Linked DNA regions of Mus musculus: regions 1, 2, 3, 4, 5 and 7 are each linked to region 6. A link is a contact called in public Hi-C, HiChIP or PLAC-seq and promoter capture Hi-C data. All regions are on one chromosome and are shown on one strand. The core of a region is the stretch at or near the end of the contact, and the rest is flanking DNA. Distances in the headings are between cores, read along the strand shown. Region 1 holds the start of Adgra2 (adhesion G protein-coupled receptor A2). Region 2 overlaps Gm39145 (a long non-coding RNA gene). Region 3 holds the start of Erlin2 (ER lipid raft associated 2). Region 4 holds the start of Plpbp (pyridoxal phosphate binding protein). Region 5 has its middle 19 kb from the start of Gm39144. Region 6 holds the start of Thap1 (THAP domain containing, apoptosis associated protein 1). Region 7 holds the start of Brf2 (BRF2, RNA polymerase III transcription initiation factor 50kDa subunit).

The links. Promoter capture Hi-C pulls out the DNA fragments that hold promoters and counts their contacts. Hi-C and Micro-C count contacts between places; a contact is called where the count stands out from the background. HiChIP or PLAC-seq counts read pairs in DNA pulled down with a chosen protein or histone mark.
Region 1: a contact with region 6 is called in an H3K27ac HiChIP or PLAC-seq map of extraembryonic endoderm stem cells, with 3 times the contacts expected there. The contact joins the promoter of Adgra2 here to the promoter of Thap1 in region 6. A contact is called at or near these places in 4 of 39 promoter capture datasets (the 3T3-L1 cell line, the HPC-7 cell line, cranial neural crest and 1 more), 7 of 115 datasets of contacts at active chromatin or transcription factors (astrocytes, bone marrow-derived macrophages, embryonic forebrain and 4 more) and 1 of 9 other capture datasets (adipose tissue).
Region 2: a contact with region 6 is called in a Hi-C map of embryonic stem cells, with 6 times the contacts expected there. The contact joins the enhancer-like site here to the promoter of Thap1 in region 6. A contact is called at or near these places in 9 of 39 promoter capture datasets (the HPC-7 cell line, embryonic stem cells, hippocampal neurons and 3 more), 5 of 15 datasets of contacts at CTCF or cohesin (embryonic stem cells, large pre-B cells, pro-B cells and 1 more), 52 of 484 Hi-C or Micro-C datasets (the AtT-20 cell line, B cells, the Ba/F3 cell line and 25 more), 17 of 115 datasets of contacts at active chromatin or transcription factors (T-cell acute lymphoblastic leukemia, bone marrow-derived dendritic cells, bone marrow-derived macrophages and 12 more) and 3 of 9 other capture datasets (adipose tissue, embryonic stem cells and liver).
Region 3: a contact with region 6 is called in a promoter capture Hi-C map of the HPC-7 cell line. The contact joins the promoter of Erlin2 here to the promoter of Thap1 in region 6. A contact is called at or near these places in 22 of 39 promoter capture datasets (the 3T3-L1 cell line, 3T3-L1-derived adipocytes, the C10 cell line and 14 more), 2 of 15 datasets of contacts at CTCF or cohesin (large pre-B cells and stem cell-derived epiblast-like cells), 3 of 484 Hi-C or Micro-C datasets (CD4 T cells, the HPC-7 cell line and regulatory T cells), 24 of 115 datasets of contacts at active chromatin or transcription factors (SST interneurons, VIP interneurons, acute myeloid leukemia and 17 more) and 4 of 9 other capture datasets (adipose tissue, embryonic stem cells, liver and 1 more).
Region 4: a contact with region 6 is called in an H3K4me3 HiChIP or PLAC-seq map of bone marrow-derived macrophages, with 8 times the contacts expected there. The contact joins the promoter of Plpbp here to the promoter of Thap1 in region 6. A contact is called at or near these places in 17 of 39 promoter capture datasets (3T3-L1-derived adipocytes, the HPC-7 cell line, HPC-7-derived erythroid cells and 11 more), 2 of 484 Hi-C or Micro-C datasets (CD8 T cells and regulatory T cells), 22 of 115 datasets of contacts at active chromatin or transcription factors (the SCID.adh cell line, SST interneurons, acute myeloid leukemia and 18 more) and 3 of 9 other capture datasets (adipose tissue, embryonic stem cells and liver).
Region 5: a promoter capture Hi-C map of the C10 cell line shows a contact between it and region 6, with 6 times the contacts expected there. The contact joins the enhancer-like site here to the promoter of Thap1 in region 6. A contact is called at or near these places in 8 of 39 promoter capture datasets (the 3T3-L1 cell line, the C10 cell line, the HPC-7 cell line and 4 more), 4 of 115 datasets of contacts at active chromatin or transcription factors (the 230-238 cell line, astrocytes, embryonic limb bud and 1 more) and 1 of 9 other capture datasets (adipose tissue).
Region 7: a contact with region 6 is called in an H3K4me3 HiChIP or PLAC-seq map of fetal liver, with 7 times the contacts expected there. The contact joins the promoter of Brf2 here to the promoter of Thap1 in region 6. A contact is called at or near these places in 7 of 39 promoter capture datasets (the 3T3-L1 cell line, the HPC-7 cell line, cranial neural crest and 3 more), 2 of 484 Hi-C or Micro-C datasets (LSK cells and adipose-derived mesenchymal stem cells), 2 of 115 datasets of contacts at active chromatin or transcription factors (embryonic limb bud and fetal liver) and 3 of 9 other capture datasets (adipose tissue, liver and pancreatic islet).

The regions. Positions count from the first base shown.
Region 1 is chr8:27,084,432-27,087,763 of GRCm38.p6, forward strand. It overlaps Adgra2 (adhesion G protein-coupled receptor A2), which reads left to right and starts at 1,410. Exons shown (of 19, transcript NM_054044.2): 1 at 1,410-1,780. The coding sequence starts at 1,515. Gm39151 (a long non-coding RNA gene) reads right to left here. Exons shown (of 3, transcript XR_870285.3): 3 at 1,838-3,332.
Region 2 is chr8:25,273,337-25,276,511 of GRCm38.p6, forward strand. It overlaps Gm39145 (a long non-coding RNA gene), which reads left to right. Exons shown (of 3, transcript XR_001778746.1): 2 at 1,105-1,247. Among named protein-coding and RNA genes, the nearest start is that of Gm39145, 3.9 kb to the left of the region's middle. Within about 2 kb of position 1,910, at least 244 of the 459 cell types and tissues checked have an H3K27ac peak or open chromatin away from gene starts, as enhancers often do. A contact at or near this core is called in the AtT-20 cell line, the Ba/F3 cell line, CD8 T cells and 28 more, where this site is marked.
Region 3 is chr8:27,022,420-27,025,475 of GRCm38.p6, forward strand. It overlaps Erlin2 (ER lipid raft associated 2), which reads left to right and starts at 1,400. Exons shown (of 12, transcript NM_153592.3): 1 at 1,400-1,487; 2 at 2,638-2,759. The coding sequence starts at 2,653.
Region 4 is chr8:27,040,628-27,043,873 of GRCm38.p6, forward strand. Plpbp (pyridoxal phosphate binding protein) reads left to right here and starts at 1,928. Exons shown (of 8, transcript NM_054057.4): 1 at 1,928-2,086. The coding sequence starts at 1,988.
Region 5 is chr8:25,235,499-25,238,669 of GRCm38.p6, forward strand. It overlaps a transcript of Tacc1 not described here. Among named protein-coding and RNA genes, the nearest start is that of Gm39144, 19 kb to the right of the region's middle. Within about 2 kb of position 1,908, at least 15 of the 459 cell types and tissues checked have an H3K27ac peak or open chromatin away from gene starts, as enhancers often do. A contact at or near this core is called in adipose tissue and liver, where this site is marked.
Region 6 is chr8:26,156,808-26,159,949 of GRCm38.p6, forward strand. Thap1 (THAP domain containing, apoptosis associated protein 1) reads left to right here and starts at 1,362. Exons shown (of 3, transcript NM_199042.2): 1 at 1,362-1,714. The coding sequence starts at 1,644.
Region 7 is chr8:27,127,029-27,129,999 of GRCm38.p6, forward strand. It overlaps Brf2 (BRF2, RNA polymerase III transcription initiation factor 50kDa subunit), which reads right to left and starts at 1,604. Exons shown (of 4, transcript NM_025686.2): 1 at 1,393-1,604; 2 at 432-491. The coding sequence starts at 1,546.

The DNA of each region.
Region 1 (3,332 bases), core at 160-2,659, 930 kb after region 6:
TACTGAGTGATTTAAAAAAAAAAAAAGTGATGGTTTCTGGGGAAACTGGGAGGCAGCATCCTGGGTCCTCTAACCCCAACCTTCTTTTCAGTTGGCACTGCAGCACCTCTAACACCCACAGGCATTAGCTGTTGGTCATTGTTACTGTTGCTTTTTTGAGGTCATGTCCATAGGCACTTTGACTCCCCAGTGGTCAAAAGCCAGATCCTACCTAGGACTGGCCCTTCTTCCTCCTTCTCTGGCCACGGTTTACAAGCAAGGCTCAATAGACTACACACCCCTAGGTGTTACATGCTGTGTCAAGTCAAACAGCTAATAAAAGACATGGAGGGGGGCTGAAACCTATACTGCGATACCCTGGCTGGTGGTAGAGTCTGCCCACACCCTAATATAGATCCCTGGGCCTTCTCTTATTTTCCCCTTACTCATTTACTGCCCTGCCCCAACACACACACACACACACACACACACACACACACACACACAGTGTTAACAGGAGGATAGCTTTGGCAGTGTCTGCCTTAACCTTTGACCTCTCCTTGGCCTAATGACATGCACCTCCCGCTGGGCAAGGTCAATGCTCACAGGGTAAGATCTATGGCCTCCTTGTCTCAGTCTTGTGCCCTCCTGCTGTGGCTTCAATCCAAGTCTGAGGGGTGGGAACAGGACTGTGAGAGTCAACTTATAGATCGGCTCATCGCGACAGGGGCCAAAGAGAAACCTTAGATCCTGAGCTAAGTTCAACCCCTTAACCCGGAGCACCAGACTTCCCAGGCCAAACCAGAACTTCAACGAAAGTCCTAGAAAGAGGGGTGTAGGCTGGATGAGAGAGCGTTTTTTTTTTGTGGAAAGTGATGGTTGCCTTACAAGTCTGAGCTGGGCGGTAGAGAGAGAAAGTCCTGGCTAGTAGAAAGAGTCGTGACAGGACAACAGTCTTGGTTCAGGGTAGGTGATGGGGTATAGGAGTGGGTGTCTGCTCAAGCTGTCTTCTAGGCTTGCACTTGAAGGAGGGCAGCCGCCTGGCAGGGTATCAGGCGGCGCTAGGGCCTCGCAGAGTGACGAGGCGGTGATGGAGGCGGGCGGGGGCTGGCGGCGGGAGCTGAGCGGCGCCTAGCTGCCCCCATCCATGGCACGGAGCTGCGGCAGCGGCGGCGGCAGCAACAGGAGCCCGGCACGATCCGCTAGGTCTCAGCCGCGCGCAGGGCGAGCCGGCCACGCGCAGGGACCAAGCTTCCGTCGGCTCGGAGCGCTGCGCTGAGACTCCGGCCGCGCCGCCGGGGGCCACCCGCGCTGCGCTGTCAGCGGCGCCCGCGTCCCTCCCGGCCCGGGTGCTCGCAAGCCATGCCCCCGGAGCGCAGCAGCGGGGACCCCGAGGCTTGCCTCCGCCCATGGCCCCCCGCCCCGCCCTCGGGCGCCCGGGACTCCCGCTGAGCACTCCTCCCGCACGCCCGGGTCCCTCCGGCCGGCGAGCCGTCCGGCCCCTGCGCTGTAGGTCCCCGCGGGGCGATGGGTTGATGGGCGCGGGGGGACGCAGGATGCCGGTGCCTCCCGCGCGTTTGCTGCTGCTGCCGCTGCTGCCTTGTCTTCTGCTCCTGGCTCCTGGAACTCGGGGTGCGCCTGGCTGCCCGGTCCCTATCCGCGGTTGCAAGTGCTCTGGGGAGCGGCCCAAGGGACTAAGTGGCGGCGCCCACAACCCGGCTCGAAGGAGGGTGGTGTGCGGCGGTGGGGATCTCCCCGAACCTCCAGATCCCGGCCTTCTGCCAAACGGCACCATCACCTTGTGAGTACCTTAGTTTGTGCCGGGTATGGTCAATTAGTGGGACTTAAGTGGGGGGGGGGGGGGGGGCGACGATCTTGCCACTTGAGAGCCTGGGGAAAGTCTGAGTCCAGGCGACAACCGGGAAACTCGAAGTTCTAGGATCAGAGAAACCCCGGTATGGCCCCAGAGCGAGAGGCATCGCGGAAGCCTGCTCACCTGCACAGGTGAAGTGCGTGTGGACGGTGGAGGGACCACTCCGTGTCCCTTGTCCCAGATTGGCTAGTGTTGCAGCCTTACGAGGCCCTGAGCTGGGTGAGAGTGGGATCGGTGTCAGGGACCCATTAGGTGGCTGTGGTCCTCACCACCTTTGAGGCTTCGGAGCCCGCATGACAGGGAGCCTGCTGGTTTCAGCTAGCTAGCCTGGTTCCTCTAACTGGGATAACCCAGTCTGCGGTGCCCCGCCCCGGGCCTGCTGAGCTCTGCTCCCAGCCCGGCTTCTTGGGCAGGGGAGCCTGAGACCGCTAAGCCTGTCCTTGGAATGCAGGCGCTTCTGATCTGACCCCGTGCCCCATCTCCTCTTGGGCTCTCTCCCATTGCGCATATAGTTTGGCTGTTTATCGATTAACTTAATTACTCAACGATTTGGTAGGAAAACCTGACTGAAGGGAGGCACGTGCCTCCCGGCCTCCTTCCATAGTTCTCCCTTCAAATCGGGGCCTGATTAAACCCTTGCTTTCCTGGCCCGCGAGCACCTATGCTCTTTAACCCGAGTCTTAAGTCCCGGCAACCGCACTCGGAGAGCTTCCCGCACCCCAGCGGTTTCCTGAGCTGACCATATGCTCCAAGTTCCACGCGACGTGGTTTAAGGGTCGTGCCCCGGCGGCGGCTCCTTGCTTTCCTGTTCAGGATCTAGCCTAAAAGCCGCTTCCCCTTCCCTGTCATCCTGACCCTGGAGAGAACCTTTTCTCCAAACCACCCCTCGCCCAGGGCTGGGGCTGGTTTCATGATTGTACCCAGAACAATACAGTAAGTCCTGTGGCGGGTTCAGAGGCAGCTGGCTTCCTGACAGGACACAACTGGTCAGCTTGTGATGTTGGCCGGCTGGCTTGCATTTTCTCCATCCAGCTGGGCTGTGTGCCTCGCAGTGGAGACTGGATCTCTTCTCTCTCCCACCTCGATGCAAGCTCTGGCTTGCAGCCCTAGTGGCTGCTAAGGCGGTTCACAGTAGGTCTGAGTGTCATGATGTTTAAGGGTGCTGAAAAACTTGGGCATTCCCCAGCTTACTTAGTTCTGGAGGAGGGAGGAAAAAAAAAAAGTGCTTTGCTGTGAGAAATAGCTGGCCAGCGTTTGTGACACACAGCTGCACCGTGATAGCTCGCTCGCTCGGCTGGGGGTGGAGGTGATTTGTGTATGGGCACATGTTCCAGAGGCTCAGCGAACTCACATGTGTGGGAGCTGTCTCTTGTGTGTCTGTTGGTGGGGATTAGGGAATCCTAACATGGTCAAGGCAGAAGGGAAGGGAGGGGGAAAAAATAGAAAAGTGGTTTTGCAGGACATCTTAGACTGATTTGGC
Region 2 (3,175 bases), core at 660-3,159, 880 kb before region 6:
GGTGCTGGACCCAGGTCCTCTGCAGGAGCAGCCAGTCCTCTCCAGACCAACATTTAGACTCTTCATGGGCTGCCTCCAGATTCAAGTGGTGCATCAGCAAAGCCAGGCCCTCTCAGCACTCTACAAACCAATCCGAATCCCTTTCAAAATTATTTATAATTACATAAATTCATATTCAATGTGTGGTGTGAATTTTTATAATGATTATTTGAAAAAACAATTTGAAAATTCAACTAAATTATATTTTAAAACTTGAGGATTCAACTAAATTATATAAAACAGTTCCTTTTTTAAAAAAGGGGATTTATTTATTTTATTTATATGAGTATACTGTAGCTGTCTTCAGACACACCAGACGAGTGCATTGGATTACATTACAGATGGTTGTGAGCCACCATGTGGTTGCTGGGAATTGAACTCTGGACTTTGGAAGAGCAGCAGTCAGTGAGTGCTCTTAACCTCTGAGCCATCTCTCCAGCCCTATAAAACAGTTCTTTTGTGTTTTTGTTGTTTGCTTGTTTGTTTTTCCTAAGAATTGAACCTGGGCCTCATTTATGCTACATATATACTAATTTAAGCTACATCCCTTAATGTCCTCAGCTTTAGTGTTCTGTAACCATCTGGCTCTTGGGGGGCTGTTTGGTTGTTTGGTTGGTTTTGGTTTGGCTTTAGTTTTGGTTTTAGTTTTTCGAGACAGAGTTTCTCTGTGTAGTACTGGAACCTACTTTGTAGACCAGGCTAGCCTCAAGCTCAGACATCTTGCCTCTGCCTCCCCAGTGCCTGGACCAAACGTCTGCATAGACCACCATTACCCAGTTCCAGATGGCCGAGAAGATAAAGGATTGACGTGTTTCAAGTATTCGACCGGTTACAAATTGTTTCAAAACGTTCCTCATTCTGTGTACGTGGCTGCAGATACTCCTTTAACCCCTGGGCATCTGCGGAGCGTGAACAGGGAGGATGGCCAGAACTCCAGGACATCACCCTTTGTTCAGCCCACTGCATAGATGTTATCTGAGAAGGAGCCCTGGGTGCATTAATCTGTTTGTCCTCTTACCCAAGCGCGTCAGCCATGTGACCCTGTGTTTGTCTCAACTTTGGCAGACCACAACCCACAACAGTGACGCATGCGGATGAGGTGGTAGAGAAGCATCTGCCTGGAGTCTGAACAAGATGAGTAAACACCGATGCCTGTGAGCCTCCGAATCCCACGGCCCAGGGTGTGGCCTCTATGGCCTTGGCCAAAGGTAACTCAGTAAGGTCAGCCTCTCCTCTCGCCAAGGACTTCTTTGCTGCCAGACCTTCCGAGCCTACTCAGAACACCTGAGAATGATGCCCACCTCCCCACCCCCAATTGTCTGTATCCTGTGGCTTTCTGTGTGGTTTAAAACAGTCAGCCCACCCTGTATCTCATTAGGGTTTGTTTTGAAGCAGGATCTCAAACTAGAGACCCTTCTGGCTCCCAGCACGAGGTGTCAGGACCACAGGCAGGAGCTACTGTAGACGTGCCAGTGTGTATTATGCACCGCTCGCTCCTACCTTTCTTTACCCGCCACACTTTCTGCCATATTCACAGGGTGTTAGGAGCCTTTTGGCAATGATCAGACACTCGTGACCATAACATTTCAGGGCTGCAAATGACCCAGGCCTTTGTGCTTGCTCACTGCCTACTCCCTCGAGAGGTCCCGAGGACCACTGATGCAGAGGTGCCTCATTAGTCACTGGGAGCCAGTAGACCAGCTGGAACTGAAAACAGACTCTTCCAAGAAAAGCCTGGGTTTTCCCCTTAGGCGTGCTGGGGTGCAGAGGAGGCCCACAGGACCTAGCGACCGCCTTAGCATTCCAGCCCGCTGGACAGGCACGCATTTCTTCCTCAAGAGGGCGCCGGCTGCCTGCGTCTAAGCTGTTGGCAAATGGATTCAGAGGACGGGAGTGACCTCTGGCCCAAGCACAGGGTTTCAAAAGCACCGGGGACATTCCAGCCACATCAAGATTGGGATACCAGTTCCGTAGATCCCATAAGTTCCGTGTTTCTGGACAGTTGAGGACTCTTTGCTTTAGCATCTTTCAGGAAGTTGAGACCTTTTCAGCCTCTGCGCGGTCGGCGTTTTGGACTTAGATGAGGAGGGGATCCTTTTCGGAGGAGCACAGCAGCCTCGCCCTGCACCCCGACAAGGACGTGCCAGGGCTCACCCCGCCTCTCCTTCAACGCTAGGATGGGTGGAGATCCGTCGTCCAGTGATGTAAGGGAGACTCTTGTGGCCCTCAAAAACTCGGAAACCAAGCTGGAAGGCTATTTCTGAGCATACCCCAGACCCAAGACAGAATTCGTGAATGTTCTACACAGGATATCACGATTTCTGTCCTGTAAACTTTTCTTCCAGGGAATTTTTTTTTCTCTTATTTGTTTTATCATCTCCAAATGGTGATCGTTTGAGAATTATGTGGTGTTTATCCTCCTGGCTATAAACTCTAAACCAGTGCAGGGGCTCCACCCCCCACTCCACCCCCCCCAGCCTGCATAGTTCCTATTTCTCAGGAGCCATTTATCTCCCTTTTATTGTTGTTTTCTTCATTGGCTTCCCCCTCAGCCAGACAGGCTTAATAACTGGCAGTCATCACGTACAGCAGAGTGGTGGCAGCCACCCCCGCAAAGGGGACCCAGTCGTTTCCCAGAGCCAGAATGCTCTGTAGCCACGGCCTCTATTGTTTTCTTAGCAGACTCCGGTTTTGTTTCTTGGCTCTCCTTGAATGAAGAAACTCTTAAAACATCATGTGTCTGCCTTGCTTTGTGTAGGAAAGCGCCGTAAACAGGAAGTCTACACACACACACACCCCTCCCAAAATAAAAGTGACCAGGCAATTAGGGCTTCTAGCATGACTTAACCCCCACTGCCCAGGCACCTTGGGGGGAAAGCTGGACTCCATTAATCAGGCCAAAGCACAGCTACAGGGAGGCCTGCCGGCAGCCAGAGAGGAGAGTGGGTGCCAAAGATCTGCCAAGAGAGGAAGAACAATATGGCCCACAGGCCTGCGTGAAAACCATCTCAGCCAAGTTGCAAAGAACGCATGACAATCTTTTGCATTGTCCTAGAGTGGCCTGAGAGGCCTCACTGGGAGCAGAGAGCTCAGTTGCCTAGCATTCCAGCCCTGGCACTTGGCTGCTTCTGCTGTT
Region 3 (3,056 bases), core at 150-2,649, 870 kb after region 6:
GGAGGCTTTATTTATTGTCGGAGAGGTAGATTGTCTAGTTTGGACCACACTCTGACCAGGGCACAGGACCCAGTCACTCAGGAACCAGAGTCCAGGAGAAGGCAGGTCACATGCTTCAAGCCTCAGGTTTTGTAGCTAAGAATCGGGAAGTGGGAGGGGGATCTTTAGGGGCAGAATGGGGAGTTTGCTGGGTCCCTTAGACAAGCTGTTTTGAAACTACTTGGTCTGTTGTCTTCTTCTGCAGCCACTGGGTGTCTGGGATTGGGGGCAGCTGCTTTTCTTCTGCTGTCACCAAACATCTGGCTTCCCGGAACTTTGAATTCAGTTTCAGTGCCTTGGCTTTTGGGAGAAGACAAAGGGGTTCCTTTACTCTTCTTTTCCTGAGTCCTAAAATCGTCGGACATTGACCACTGGCCATCTACTGTACGGAAAAGCCTTTTCATGTACTAAAAGCAGGAGTTAAAGTGGGCACTTCCTGGCCTGCAAACAAAATGACTGCAGTGGCCGGTTTAGAAATTTCCTGCTAAAGAAGCAGATTGGGGATAGAGGACAGCCATAAAGCCCTTAGTTCCAGCCCCAGGACAAAACGGAGAAAAGGCCCAGTATGAATGTCCAAAGGTAACGCTATGGCAGGGTGAGGTCATGTGAGGGCTTTAGGCTAGGAAAAACGTTTTCTTCCTGGTCTGCTATACCCCCCCGGGGGGGGGGGGGTGCAGATGACAGACAAAAGCTCACCATGGCATGTGTTAAGCAAGACAGGAAGCCCGAACTATTAAGGAAATGCTAAGTTTTCAACAACTGCTGTTGACCTCAGCACTCACAGATTTCAGAATCCGTTCATTAAAAATCGGAACAATAATTCCTTGTTAATTACTTTATGTTGCTGTGGGGACCTCAAGGCCAAACAAAGCTCTCAGAAAAGTATAAAGGGCAACTCAGAGTAGGACTGTTGACTGGCGACGTCATAATCTGCACCTTTGAAAGTTTCCTTCGGCTAATGCAGCAGGAAAAGAAGCGAGCAGAAGGACAAGAACGCTGCATCGCATTGATCCCGGCTCCGGAAGAAGAAAAGAAATCCAGCTCGGACTTGAAGCGAAGGAGAATCTCTAGCAACCTCCGAAGCCAGCGCCTCGGAAGGTGATACCAGAGCCTTGGTGTCCGGAGCCCGCTCTGCCAGCCCTGGGCATCCTAAAACCCGCAAGCCTAGGTGCGCAGCCAGTGTGCCAGCTCGCGAGCGTCCCCTGGCGCCACCGCCGAACACTGCGGCTCGCAGCGCGAGGGGGCGGAGCGGCCGGACGAGCACAGGGGTGTGGTGTGGGCGGGGTCTTCTTTTTATTTATTTATTTTTTTTATTTTTTGCGCGCGCGCGGACTGATGGCGTCATCGAAGCGACTGGCCCGGAAGGAAGTAGGGTGCTGAGGGGTGTGGCGGTTTCTACGGTTGCACGGGGGTTCGGCTGTGTACGGAGCGCCTGGAGGGACAGCCTGGTACGCGGCCGCCGCCCCTCCGTGCACGCTCGGCATCGCTGAGGCTCGGGGGGTGGGCGCGGCTGGAGCTGACGTCCTGAGCCCCCTCAGCTCGCCCACCCGGGAGTCCAGTCCCCTGCCCACGGGTCCGAGCGGAAGCTCTCGGCCGTGTCTGCCTCGCGGAGGAGGGCGGGGAAAGGGCAAGAGGTGGCTTTGGGGTGGTAGTGAGGACATTTGCAGAGAGGACACTCCTGCTGCTCGGTAGCTGAAGGCCGCTACGGTAAAAAATAAGTAAATTAGTCAGACCTGAGAGGTGGACTCCGTGCCCTGTGCCCGGTGTGCACGTCCGTCACTGTAGTGTTTTCCAGATCCTTCAGGGTTCAGGAAATGAGTGTCTACATGTAACTCTGTGGCATCTGGGACCCTGGACATTTGGGGACATCCCACCCCACCCCACCCCACCCTCACTTCGGAGTAGTCCAGAGTCTCCAGCCTGAGACATTTCCAGTTTCCTATAACCATGGGGCTTGCGGGGGCAAAGGATATGGGAGAATGTGTTACAGTTTTACATAGAGATCTGTCCCGTTTAAGTCCAAAGGAACAACAGAGAAGGTGGAGGACAGATCAGAGAGAGAATCCTACGTCGGAACTCAGTTGCTTGCTCTTCTCTCTCTCCCTCCCTCCCTCTCTCTCTTCCCCCCCTCAGGGTCCTAAGGGAATGACTGGTGGTTTCCTTCGAAATGGCAGGCAATTAGAAGTAGGAGGCTCTGACCAGAAATACATAGCCACAGCTGCCTGTCATTTGACATCCTCTGTAATTTGGGCCAGCACCCTGCAGCTGCCTCTCTTCCTTACAAGTATAAATGGCTCTGTTGACAACATGTTAACGTGAAGGGGAGAGAAGGCTGTGTTTTGAACCTTGCCCAAATGGCACCAAATCTCTCTTAGGTATAGCTGTTTCTGGAGCTAATGCCCCCTTGCTTCAATGGGAATTATACTTCCACAGTTAAGGAACGGAATGTTGACTGAGAACAAGGACACAGTGAGTTGTAGATCTGGCAAGTAGTGTGTGTGTGTTACAGCAGGCTGCCCCAGAATCACTTTACGTGAGCTTCAGCTTGGTGGCTCTCCTGTACGTCAGGCTACACATTGTCCCATATCTTCTCTCTAGGATACAGGTTCACTGATGGCTCAGTTGGGAGCTGTTGTGGCCGTGGCTTCCAGTTTCTTTTGTGCATCTCTCTTCTCAGCTGTGCACAAGATAGAAGAGGGACATATTGGAGTATATTACAGGTAAGGCAGAGACAGATGGCTCCCTCACCGCTTATAAGGTGCACGCGTGTCTTTATTTAAGTCTATAAACTTAAAACTGCCTTTAGTATTTTAAGGTGCTGCTGATATGAATTTGTGGGTTTAAAAGCAAAATCTGAAGGAACCATTGCTCTTCCAAGATCATCTCTTGACATAGTTTTCTCTTTCATCACCTGAAGAATCTTGTCTCCACCCTGCAAGGCTGCTTCTCCAAAAGTTGGCACAGTCCCAGTGCTTGATGGCAACTTGAGAAGTGTACTCTGCTAACTTGAGAGACTG
Region 4 (3,246 bases), core at 678-3,177, 880 kb after region 6:
ACACACAGCTCCTCCCTCCATTCTTCCTTCCCCCTTCCTATGAAAAGGGGGCAGCCTTCCCTAGATATCACCCCTCTGGCACATCATCCTGTTCCCCTACGTTTTATTTTTCTTTTAAGTAGGGTTGCTTGCATAAGCCTGAGCTGTGAGTTATTTAGGCAAGGGCAACTTTCTAGTAGCAACACCACTGAGAAATATGGCTCCCCTTCCTCAGTAAGCACAGCTGTCCCACGATCCTCAGGAGCTCCCGCCTCATTCACAGCCCCAGTCCTGCACAGGTGACCACAGCTGTCGCCGTTGGTAATGGGCACAGGAGATATAGCAGTTCACACTACACCTCCCTACTACCCTCTGGCTCTTAGTTTTGTTTTGTTTTTTTCCATATCCCCCCCCTCTTCCAAGAGGTTCTTTGAACCTTGAAGGAGGTAGCACAGATGCTCTGATAGGGTTCAATAGTCATTTATTTTGAGCACTTTGACCAGTTGTGACTCTGTTAATCATTATCCATTGTAACACAAACAGCTTCTTTATCCAAGGCTGAGGTCAGCACTAACCTGTGGATATAAATATTCTGAAGACAGTTTGCTGCCATGTCCATTTAGCAAAACAGTAGTAGTAGGTTCTGTGTGTGTTTATGTATATGTGCAGATAGGTAGGTAGGTAGGTAGGTAGGTAGGTAGGTAGATAGATAGATAGATAGATAGATAGATAGATAGATAGATAGATAGAGGCCCCACCCTAAATCTGTAGTATTTATAGGTCTCATTTTTACATCTGTGTACATATGTATGTATACATCCTTGTGCATGCGCACATGCTCAGACACCCTGGCATTCATGTGGAGATCTGCAGGAGTCTGCTTTCTCCTTCCACCATATGACTTTGGACAGCAAGCGCCTCTGACCCCTGACCTGTCTTATCACCTTCAATTTTTTGAAGCAGAGCATCTCTTTGACTTCACGTCCATCCCAGCCTTCACGAACCCTTTAAACTTGACCCACTTATTCCTGACTAGTACTTCCCAACTGCAGCTCCACAGCCAGCTTCTCATTAGGCTCACTCTGTAACAGCCTTCTGGGCCCTTTCAGGTTTTGGGGTTTTTTTCACTGTGGTGACAGCAGTATATGAAGAGGCATTTACCTTCAATATCATTACTCCTAAAGTCTGGGAATGGAGAGAGAGCACTTACTGCTCTTATAGAGGTTCAGAACCCAGCACCCATCTATCCACTCATCAGTTCCAGAGAGTTCTATGCCCTCCTCTGACCTCTGTGGCAGTTCACAGACTTAACGTTCAGGGGAAACACCCACACAACAAAAATATAAATAAAAATATTTAAATTAAAAGGGGGCTGGAGAGATGGATCAGTAGTCAAGTGCACCTGTTGCTCTTGCAAAGGACCAGAATTCTGTCCCCAGCACACATGATGGCTCACAACCATCAGGTCGAGATCCAAAACTCTCCTGGCCATGGCACCACAGATACGACGGTGCATGCACATACATACATGAGGACAAAACAAATCAACGCACATAAAATAAATATTTTAAAAAAGAAATAATAGCTGGGCAGTGGTGGCACACGCCTTTAGACCCAGCACTTGGGATTTCAAGGCCACCCTGATCTAGAGAATGAGTTCCAGGACAGCCAGGACACAGAGAAGCCCTGTCTCGAAAGAAATTTAAAAATGGGAAGGAGAGGGGAGGGAAGGGAAAGGAAAAGAAGAAAGGAAAAAGGAAAGGAACGGAACGGATGAATGAAAGTTACTTTAATGTCTTGGTTTATACCGGCCCGCCCAGCCCTTGAACTCCCTAGGAGGCTTTCAGTCCGGGTAACCTCCGCCTTCCCCAAGATGGCGCCCGCCTGGGTGGCCAACCTCCGCTGGGGAAGTGGCTGGATGGTGAGCGGCGATTGGACCTCTCAGGAAGGGGGCGGGACCGGAAGGTGGGCTCGGTGAGTCGCGGGTCCTCCGGGCATCCTCTTGGGAATGTTGAGAGGTGGCAGCATGACGGCGGAGCTGGGAGTCGGGTTCGCGCTGCGGGCCGTGAACGAGCGAGTCCAGCAGAGTGTGGCGCGGCGGCCGCGGGTGAGGACCGGCGGAAGGGCACTGGGGAGGGCTGGAAGGGGGACACCTACGTGGGACGAGGTGTCACGGTGACGCAGAAGGGGCTCCCGGAGGGGCGGGGGCTGCAGAGGGGATCGCTGGGTTTCCATGGCGGTCGGTCTGGCCTTGAGGATCGGGACTTGCCGGGAGGTTGGCTTGGTTGGAGAAAGGTGTTCATTTAGGGCAAGTGACTCGTATCCAGGCGTCTCGCCATTCGTCATTGCCCTCGGTACCACCACGCCATTCGTCACCACGGTACTAGAGCCCTGGGAGGGCCGTGTCCACCCGCGATCACGTGCGTTGCGGCGGCCGCGAGCCGTGGTCTAGCTGCGCGTGAACTTGACACACACAGAGCGGGCGGGAGCTGTCAGGTGCCCTGTCACAAGCGTTTGTTATTTTCGTATGGTTGTTATGTCCCCCATTGGACTTCTAGACCGGTGCCAGTATCTGCTTTTCTCCATGCAAATTAAGCTACGTTATGTGAAGTGAGACAGAAAAAAAAAAAAAATCAAACACCTTTCCTTTCTGATCTAGTGTTCATGGTCTGAGATTTCAAAATGATGCCTGAAAACCGAAGGCTGAATTAACATAGTCTTCTCTTACCTGATGTCTGGGCATGTCCAGTTAACTACTCTAGCCCTAGCTAGGGTTCCTCACAGGGGAAGGAAATTAAGAGAGCCTTGGGAGTTCCTACCACCTTCCTGGTACCGGAGTTCTCGGGATTTCCCTAATGCAGCCCGCCTCGGGAGTTAGGCCTGCTTGACCGATTTGTCTCTGGAAGCCTCCAGTTAGTTCATCATCACACTAGGAATTAGACACAGTCAGTCCCTCAGAAGGAGGCAGCAGGAGACCGTGTGGTAATTGATGTGACGTCTCCAAGTCCTTGAGAGCACTGTGGTTCTGTGACAGTCTCAGAAACGGTGGGGTAGACGTAAGGAAAGCAGGGAAACCCTTCATTTTATGTAATGGATGTGAGGAGACTTTGCGTGAATCTAATCCTGAACACTGAGTTGTGGGTGTCTCGTTGTCAACTCTGCTGACTGTTGGTTGATTCATAGACTGAACAAGGCAGTGTATGTCTTTATCTCAATTGAGCCTCTTCCAGGGTGAGTGGAAGCGTTATTAATAATTACATCAGGACC
Region 5 (3,171 bases), core at 658-3,157, 920 kb before region 6:
CACACTTGATCACATACACACACACTTGGTCACATACACACATACACTCTTGGTCACACACACATATACACTTGGTCACATGATCATACACACACTTGATCACACACACACACACACACTTGGTCACATACACACACATACACACTTGGTCACATACACACACATACACACTTGGTCACATACACACACATACATACTTGGTCACATACACACACATACACACTTGGTCTCACACACACACACACTTGGTCACTGACCTAGCCCATTATTCACTAAATCTCAAATGCAAAGATTGGTTCAGAAATGTCACAGGTGCACATCTTATATTTCAGACAGACAAGCTAATAAGAATGAGGTGATTATTTATAAATCATAGGCTCTGATTTACGTCATTTTCCAAAACCTCCCCCCACAAACCTCTCATCGTTCTTAGAAAAGCCACCATGGACATATTGCCGAAAGCAATCAGCCAGAGAAGTGGGGGTGAAGGGGGAGGGAGGTGTTTCAAACATCGCAGCAAACTATCCCACACCCACTCACAGGGTGCCTACCTTCTTGGTAGTCCTTTCCAGGAAATTACATGAAATAAAAATTCAGAGGTGGGAGATGTCAAGATGGCTCAGTGGGTAAGAGCACTGACTGCTCTTCCAAAGGTCCCTAGTTCAAATCCCAGCAACTACATGGTGGCTCACAACCACCTGTAATGAGATCTGATGCCCTCTTCTGGTGAGTCCGAAGACAGCTACAGTGTACTTATGTATAATAATAAATAAATCTTTGGGCTGGAGTGAGCAGGGCCAACCGGAGTGAGCAAAGTGAACAGAGGTCCTAAATTCAATTCTCAACAACCACATGAAGGCTCACAACCATCTGTACAGCTACAGTACACGCATATACATAAAATAAATCAATAAATCCTTAAAAAAAAACAACAGAGGTGGTTGAGTTGGTAACGCAGCTCAGTTGAGAGAGAACCTGATTGGCAAACCTGAGGCCTTGGGTTCAATTCCCAGCTCTGCATAAAACCAGGATTGGCCGTGCACACCTGTAACCCCAGCACTGGCGAAGCCAGGGCAGCTATTTCCCCAGAGTCCTAGAGTAAGCGTCCTCAATGCAGTGTCACAAGAATTCTAACCCAGGTGTGCCTGACCCCACAGCTGTCCTCAGTCCTCAAAGCCCCTAGGAATGAATGAATGAATGAATGAATGAATGAATCTCCTCCAGCTTTTTTGTTTGTTTTGTTTTGCTTTTCAAGACAGGATTTCTCTGCATGGCCCTGGCTGTCCTGGGCTCAGAGATCTGCCTGCCTCTGCCTTCTGAGGGCCAGGATTAAAGGTATGCACCACCAATGTCCTGCAAATTTTAAATTTTTAATTTTATTTTTTATATTTATTTGTTTGTTTGTTTGTTTGTTTGTTTTTGCCTGCTTGCACATCTGTGCACTCTGTGTGTGCCTGATGGGTTTGGAAAGCCAAAGGAGAATATCAGATTCCCAGCTTGGAGTTAGCAGTGTGAGCAACGGTGTGGGTCCTGGGAATCAAACCCAAGGCCCAGGGAAGAACAGTCAGTTCTCTTAACCACTAAACCATCTCTGCAGTCTGTCTCGAGCTTTTTACCCAAGCCCTGGGCTCAGAGAAGGTCAGCGGCTAGACTTTAAATCCTGATGACCTTGACCTCAAGCCAGGCGTTTGTTTCCATGCACGTCTCTGCTTCTTTGTATTTCTCAGCTGAGTTCTGGAAAAAGCTTTATCTGAAGGACAAACTGTGAACATTCTCAAAGACAGTTTCTCCCTCAAAAGAAAAACCGCCTTTGAGTGCATTAGTCACATGACTTTCATGCTAATGGGGACGTCCTTGATGTCAACGTTATCCAGGGCAGCCACAAATCCGACAGGAAGTCTGTGGGGACCATGTGAACAATGAGTCCTTGCTCTCTGACCCTGGAGAGACTTGTCACATGTGTGTCCACTCAGCCGCACTTGGGTTAAAAAGAATTCTTTTTGCTTATGAAATCTCATCTTTCTCAAGAGTCCATTTTTTCTCTCTTTTTTTTTTTTTCCTCTTGAAACAGGGTTTCTCTGTGTAGCCCTGGCTGACCTGGAACTTGTTCTGTAGACCAGGCTGGCCTCAAACTCACAGAGATCTGTTTGTCTCGGCCTTCCAAGTGCTGGGACTAAAGTCATGCCCCACCATGCCTGGCTTCAAAAGGGGTCTTTAAGTGGTCTTTAAGGGGTCTTTAATGGTCTCACGTGTCTGCTAAGGCTGCCTCACTGAGGAGAGCCCGTGCACTCTAATGAGACCAAAAGTCCCAGTCCTGAGTATGAAACCCAGAGCTAAGGCAAGCCTCTACCACTGACTCATGTCCTTCTTAATTGAAGTGAAGAGAGGCTGTTCCTAAGCAAACACCAAGGTTGACCGTCATTTGCATTAGTCAATTTTCGGCAAGTTTGGCCATACGTAGAAGGGACAGGAGGAAACTCCAGGGGAACAGCAAGACACTAGATAATTTAACAACTGCTGACATAACACCCCAGCAGCTGGACTCACGTGTACCTTCATTTCTTCAAATGCTGCCATTGAGTAGGTTCACTATTCACTTTCAAACTATGCAGTAAACCTGGCCACCGTTGGCAAAGAGCACTCAGCTTCCATCCTTGGCTGAGAGAATAGACTGTATGTACCAGATAAAACGGTTCACAGATTAAAAAAAAAAAAAAAAAAAAAAAAAAAAAGGTTGTGATTCATACAACCATCTATCAACCTCGGAGCAGCCTATGAAGCTGTTCCTACCATTCGGTTAACAAAGGAGGAAGTTGAGACCCTGAGACACTTAGAAATAGATAAAAGTCCCCCAGCTGTCAGGAAACAGACCCTGGACTTAGAGGCACAGCTATTCCCATCCCTCACAGACACACCCATCTGTCTGTGTGTGTCTCTGTGTGTGTGTCTGCACATCTGCGTCTCTGTCTCACTCAGACTAGTTTATTTTTATTTTATGAATATGAGTGTTTTGCCAGCATGTATGTATGTACACCACATTTGTGCCTGGTGCCCAAAGAAGTCAGAAGATGACGTCATTCCCCTGGAATGTTATGGAAGTTTCTGAACCACCCTGTTGGTGCTGGGAATTGAACTCAGATCCTTGGCAAAAGGAGTGCTCTTAACCACTGA
Region 6 (3,142 bases), core at 112-2,611:
GAGGTATCCTGGGATGTCTAAGCTTTATAAACAAGGGGCTGGCAGTGTTTTTATGAGGGACAGAGAGAAAGCTGAAGACTAGGACTGACAAAAAGTTGAGACTGTGAGTACTTGAATTCAAGGATGGTGGTGAGAGAATAACCTCTCTATTCTATGAGGTTAACCTAAGTCTCGAGGAAGGGGTCCTAGGAGCAGCTGATAAGAGCACTTAGCATCAAGACTAATGATCCGAGTTAGGTCCCAGAGCCCACAAGGTGGAAGGAGAGAACCCACTCCCACAAACTGTCCTCTGACCCACAACATGTGTGCCTGGTGCCCAGCTGCCTGGAGTTATAGATGGTTGTGAACTGCCTTGTGGGTGCTGGGAATCGAACCCGGGTCACCTGCAAGAGCAACAAGTGTTCTTTTCTGCTGAATTAAAGCCTAGTTTTTTTGTTTTATCTCAGTGACACCAGGATTTCAGATTTAAGTAGTTGGCGAATGTATTAAACCATATACCTGATAACTCTGAAGGCAAGTCCATGTGTGCTCAAGTAAAACGAGCTAGGAAAAGATGGTATGTGGGTTCAATAGTCAAAGTTCTAGAGATGGTAGCCACTAAATAGATCCTTAAGAGAAGCAATATTTAAGGGTACAGAAAATAGTTTATAAGGGAGAGAATGCGCCACACACTCCAAACTACAGAGGGTCAAGCCTGTAACACTTGTCTTCAGCTTGAAAAATCGCTGCGCCTACACAAAGGTAACAACGTTCAGAAGTGCACTGTAGGGATGGAAAGATGGCTCTGCAGTTGAGAGCACTGACTGCTCTTACATAGGTCCTGAGTTCAATTCCCAGCAACCACATGGTGGCTCACAACCATCTGCAGTGAGATCTGATGCCCTCTTCTGGTGTGTCTGAAGACAGCGACAGTGTACTCACATACATTTAAAAAAAAAAAAAAAGGTCTTCCTTCCCAGCTTAGAGGAAATGAAATGCGCGTTTGTCCTCGTTGTCTAGTTAGACGGTCACCTGGATTCTGAACGTGGACCACAGGTTTGTACAATCCACGCATCTGCTGGTTCCCCCCCCTTTAAAAAAAAACTGCGTATGGCCAGGGACGAGCTCTTCCACGTTCTCCTGCAGGCTTTCGGACCCAACAGGCCGTTCTTTATCAAGCTGCAGCAGAAAACGCCGGACAAATTAACGACAGTCACCACTACGAGAACGACTGCAGTCAGGATCCCAAACAAACGCGCTCTCTTCCGGCCAAGGCGCAGAGGGCCCACCCACTTCCGCACTGCTGACCACGCCCCACAGGCGCGCCTCGCCCCAGCCAATGGTCAGCTTCCCTGGGAACGTTACCTTCAGCCAATCAGAGACGGCGAGCCGAGTCCTCGCGAGAGGTGAGGCTGAAGCTGCCTCCGCCATCTTGAAGATGGGAGACGGGCGACAGCTGTGGTCCTTCTGCTAAAGCAAACCCCACAACGGACAGGGTAGTCACTCCCCCACCCCAACCCCCACCCCACGGCGAGGTGATCGTCCCCGTAACTGCTGACCGACGCCACCGAGAGCGGCGAGCGTTATCAAGGCCGAGCGCGGCGACCCCGACGGCCCCCTTCGCCTGCCTCCCGGGCCGAAGGGAAGTGTGGAGGGCCAGAAGGATGGTGCAGTCCTGCTCCGCCTACGGCTGCAAGAACCGCTACGACAAGGACAAGCCCGTCTCCTTCCACAAGTAGGTAACTGGCGTGCTCCGCGGCCGCGGCGACAGGGGCGCGCGGGCGGGTGGGGGCGGAGCCCGGCGCGTGGCCGCGCGAGACCTGGAGGAGGCGGGGCGGGCGCTCGGGCGCTCAGGGCGGCGGACGGGCCGGGCCGGCGGGGGCGGGGACCCACGGGGGCGCGTCCCCGTGGCTGCGCGCCCCCGCTGCGCATCCCGGGCGCGCGGCGTCTCCGTTGGTCTTGGCCTCCGCTGGGGGCTGAGACCGCGCGCCTTCGCGCTCGCGGAGGGTTTCCGGCGGGCGGGCAAGCGAGCGAGCGACGCCCAGAAGCCTCTCGCAGCCCTGCGTACCTCTTCGTCCCAAGCCGCGGCGTGGCCGTGGCACATAGGGAGGAAGTCGAGCTGGGAACGCACAGGGGGAGGAGGACAGGTTTCGGACCTCACTGTGGATGCCGGGAAGGAAGCAGGGCAGCTGACCGGGATGCCAGGGAGGACTCTTAAGTCCTAGCGTCAAAGAACCAACCTTTAGCATCCATGGGCTTTAGAGGAGGCTCTTGGTATTGTCGAGATGAACCCCTGTCTTTCAACACACAGGAAGAACGAGACGATAGCACACACTTGACTCTGTTGCCGTGGTGAAGGTTAATGTGAGCGAATACCAGCTTTACCCCCACAGCCGTCAGGGCTCGTTCTTGTAGTGGGTGCAGCAATCAAGAAGCCAGGGTGAAAAATACTCTGGAGAGATGGCTCAGCGGTTGAGAGCACTGACTGCTCCTCCAGAGGTCCTGAGTTCAATTCCCAGCAACCACATGGTGGCTCACAACCATCCGTAATGAGAAATGACGCCTTCTTCTGATGTGTCTGAAGACAGCTACAGTGTACTTATATATAATAAATAAATCTTTTTAAAGAGAAAAATAAAAATACTCTCTTGAAAGAAGAAAGTCATAGAATTAGCGTTACTGATGGTGTTTGTTAATGCTAACAGTCCACAAAATGTGACAATTTTTAGGCAGGTAAATTTGTTGTTACAAGTTTTATGTTAGGTTTTGGAGGAATTCCTGACTGTATGCAGATGATAGCTAAGAAATCAGATCCACTGGTAAATTATGCAAGTTATCCATAGCAAAACGATTACAGAAACAAATTTCACAATGGTCTCTCAGATTTTGAGGGGTCAGTAGTGTTCATGTTTAATAATGTTTGCAAGAAAGTAAGACTTGTGTGCTGTTTTCTCTGGGGAATAGGCTAGAATATAGCCTAAACTATGACTTGGTTTTTTGAAATTTCATACATCCTCAGAATGTAGGACTAGATGAGGGAATGGTGACAGGGACGTGCATTCGACTTGCCGCCTCCCTTTCCTATGCTTTATTAAGATGGCCCAGGGAACCTTCAAGTATGCAGACTAGTTAAAAATGGCACACATCAAAAAGACCGTTTCAA
Region 7 (2,971 bases), core at 354-2,853, 970 kb after region 6:
AAGGTTGATGCTCCGGAATGGGTGGGTAGGGGAGTTGAGGGGAGGGTATGGGGGACTTTTGGGATAGCATTAGAAATGTAATTGAGGAAAATACGTAATAAAAAAATATATTTAAAAAAGAAAAGAAAAGAAAAAAAAAGGTTGATGCTCTGGGCTGGAGAGATGGCTCAGCAGTTAAAAGGCACTATTGCTCTTGTAGACGACCTGGGGTTTGCTTCCCAGCATCCACAGGGCTGCTCACGACCATCTATAACTGCAATTCCAGATGATCCAACCCCCTCTTCTAACTCCATGGGCACCAGGCATGCACATGCTGCACACACACACATACATGCAGTAAGAACACCCATACACATAATATCAAAACATTAAACAGTGACATAAATAAAAGCAAAGCTGAAATTTAAGGGGGAAAAAAGTTTGATTCTCACCTCGTTGCTGGCAGCGACTAACTTGTTCGTTTTCCCCAGTGCTTCGAGAATATGTCACTTCTGTAAAATAGCAAACAACAAATTACCCAGCTGGCCTTCGTTCACCTCCTCCTTGCCCTCTGACTGCATAAGGCCAGGGAGATTTCAAATGACTGTGTATCTACTTCTACCTCAGAGAAGATACCCATCTATGTAAAAGTAATAGGACAGAACTGTATTTTTAAAAGCTGCACTGGCAATTCTGATTTTCCAATAATTTCTCTGATACATTCACTTTTGAGGGCTGCATTAGCCAAGGGCTAGAGCAGTGGTTCTCAACCTTCCTAATGCTGCCACCCTTTAATACAGTTCCTCACGTTGTGGTGACCCCCAACCTTAACATTATTTTCGTTGCTACTTCATAACTGTAATTTTGTAATGGTTACACGAAGATTGCATTAGCTACAGAAAAAAAAGAGAATTATGAATTGCATTATGAATCATAATGTAAACCGCCTATATGCAGGATGGTCTTAGGGGACTCCTGTGAAAGATTCTGTGGACACCACGGCGGTCACCACCCACCGGTTGAGAACCGCTGTACTAGAGCAATGGCGTGGAACGCAGAGGAGAGCAAGTTGCCAATTAGTGCTAAAACCTGCTAGGAGATGATGGTTCGTGTTGTTATTTTCAAATAATTTACCGGCACTCCTTCAACACTGACTAGGTCTGACAAGACGAATGAAACCTTTATCGTTTCGTTCATTCACCAACCAATATACCCACCCAATGCCAGACACCGTTGTAGGTACTGGGAAATCAGATGGATCGCACCCTCCTCCAGCTCATCTGTTTACTTAAGCCCAATTCTCTCACATTTAACTGTGCGCATGGCCAAGAAAGGGAGGAGGCTGGAAAGAGGGAGCTGGGTTTAAGGACTCCACCGCCCAAGGCTGGCGATCCCCGGGTTCAAGACCAGTACCCCTGAAGTTGCCCTCGTCGCTAAAGGTGGTAGTTAGGACCCCTTCGGTGACCACGCAGCCGCAGTCGGAGCACACCAGCTGGCTCTGAGAATAATGCGAATCTTCCACGAGCTCGGAGGAGCCGCAATCCGGGCAGCGGCTTCCGTTCGGCATCTCGTCGGTCGGTCCAGGGCTGCGGTACCGCCGTCAGGCACAAACTCCCAGAGAACTTGTAACTGGGCAGCGGCAATAAAGTGGAGGGGCGCTTATTCCGGATGCACCATCCTCCTCCGGCCAGCTGGCCAATCGGCTGGCAGTTTGCTCCTCCCCTCGGCAGTACGCCACTTCCGATCCCTTCTGTGGACTCGGGTAGAAACCTGAGTTAGAAAGGGAGGTTCCTGGATTTAACTGTTTCTCAGGCTCTCTGGGTTTTTGTGGTTAGGCCACGTGGGGAGTTGACACAAACCACAGATGTGGAATTGTTGTCTGCAAAACACTATTTTTTAAAATATATTATCCAATTTATAATTTATTTTTTAGCCTATCATGCTTATGTAGCCCAGGCTGACCTAAAATACTGATCCTCCTGCCTCTGCCTACTACATGCTGGGATTACAGGCTTGTATTACCATGCCTGATTTAACTCCCTTCAAAAAAGTGGAACCAGTTTTTTCCTTTCTATGTAGTAAGGAACGTTAAGTTTGACCGTAGTAGAAAATAGATCACTCTGCAGTGAGAGAGCAGTAAATTGTGTTGTACTCTACGGACCTCCCCACACTAAGTTGCCGTCTCTCTTTCAAAGTCTCTCTTGTTGTTGTTGTTTTCCAACATATTTCTTTAATCCTAGCATTTAGGAGGTAGAGATTGAGCCAAGCCTGGTGTACATAATGAGTTCAGTCCAGTCAGAGCAACTTAATAAGAACATGTCTCTAAATAAATACAATAAGATGAACTAAAATCTTGAGTGGTAGATTTAAATATCTTCAGAGAATAGCATGAAAAACCATAGTTCTCTCCTCAAAGAGGATGTACAAGAGTTTATGCTAGAGCCAAAAAGGAGGACTTGAGCCCAGGAACAGATAGATACAAGTTTCTCCAAATAACACATAGAACTGTTAAGTGGTTACATGAAGATTGCATTAGATTTAGAACAAAGAGAGCCATATATCATACGATAGGGACCACTGGTAATAACATTACAGAATATGGGGAAACCCTTTCCATGGGTTTCAGATGCTATCTTCTGAATTGATGGAGGCTAGGAGTTGGTAAGAATGCATTTTAAATTGTCGGATTTTATTGTTGGTTTGATTTGGGTGTTTTGTTTTGTTTTGTACTTTAAGACAAGAGTCACTGTATATCTCTGGCTGTCTTGGAACTCATTATATATACCAGGATAGTCTTAAACTCACAGAAATCTGCCTCTCTCTACCTTCTGAGTGCTAGGATTAAAGACATTTGCTACTACATCTGGCCTTCAAACACACACATACACACACACACACACACACACACACCTCCTCTCTCCCCTTCAACTTTTGGCAAACTGGAAGCTACAGGCCGACTCAGACATGTTTAAAACCTTGAACTTTGAGCTAT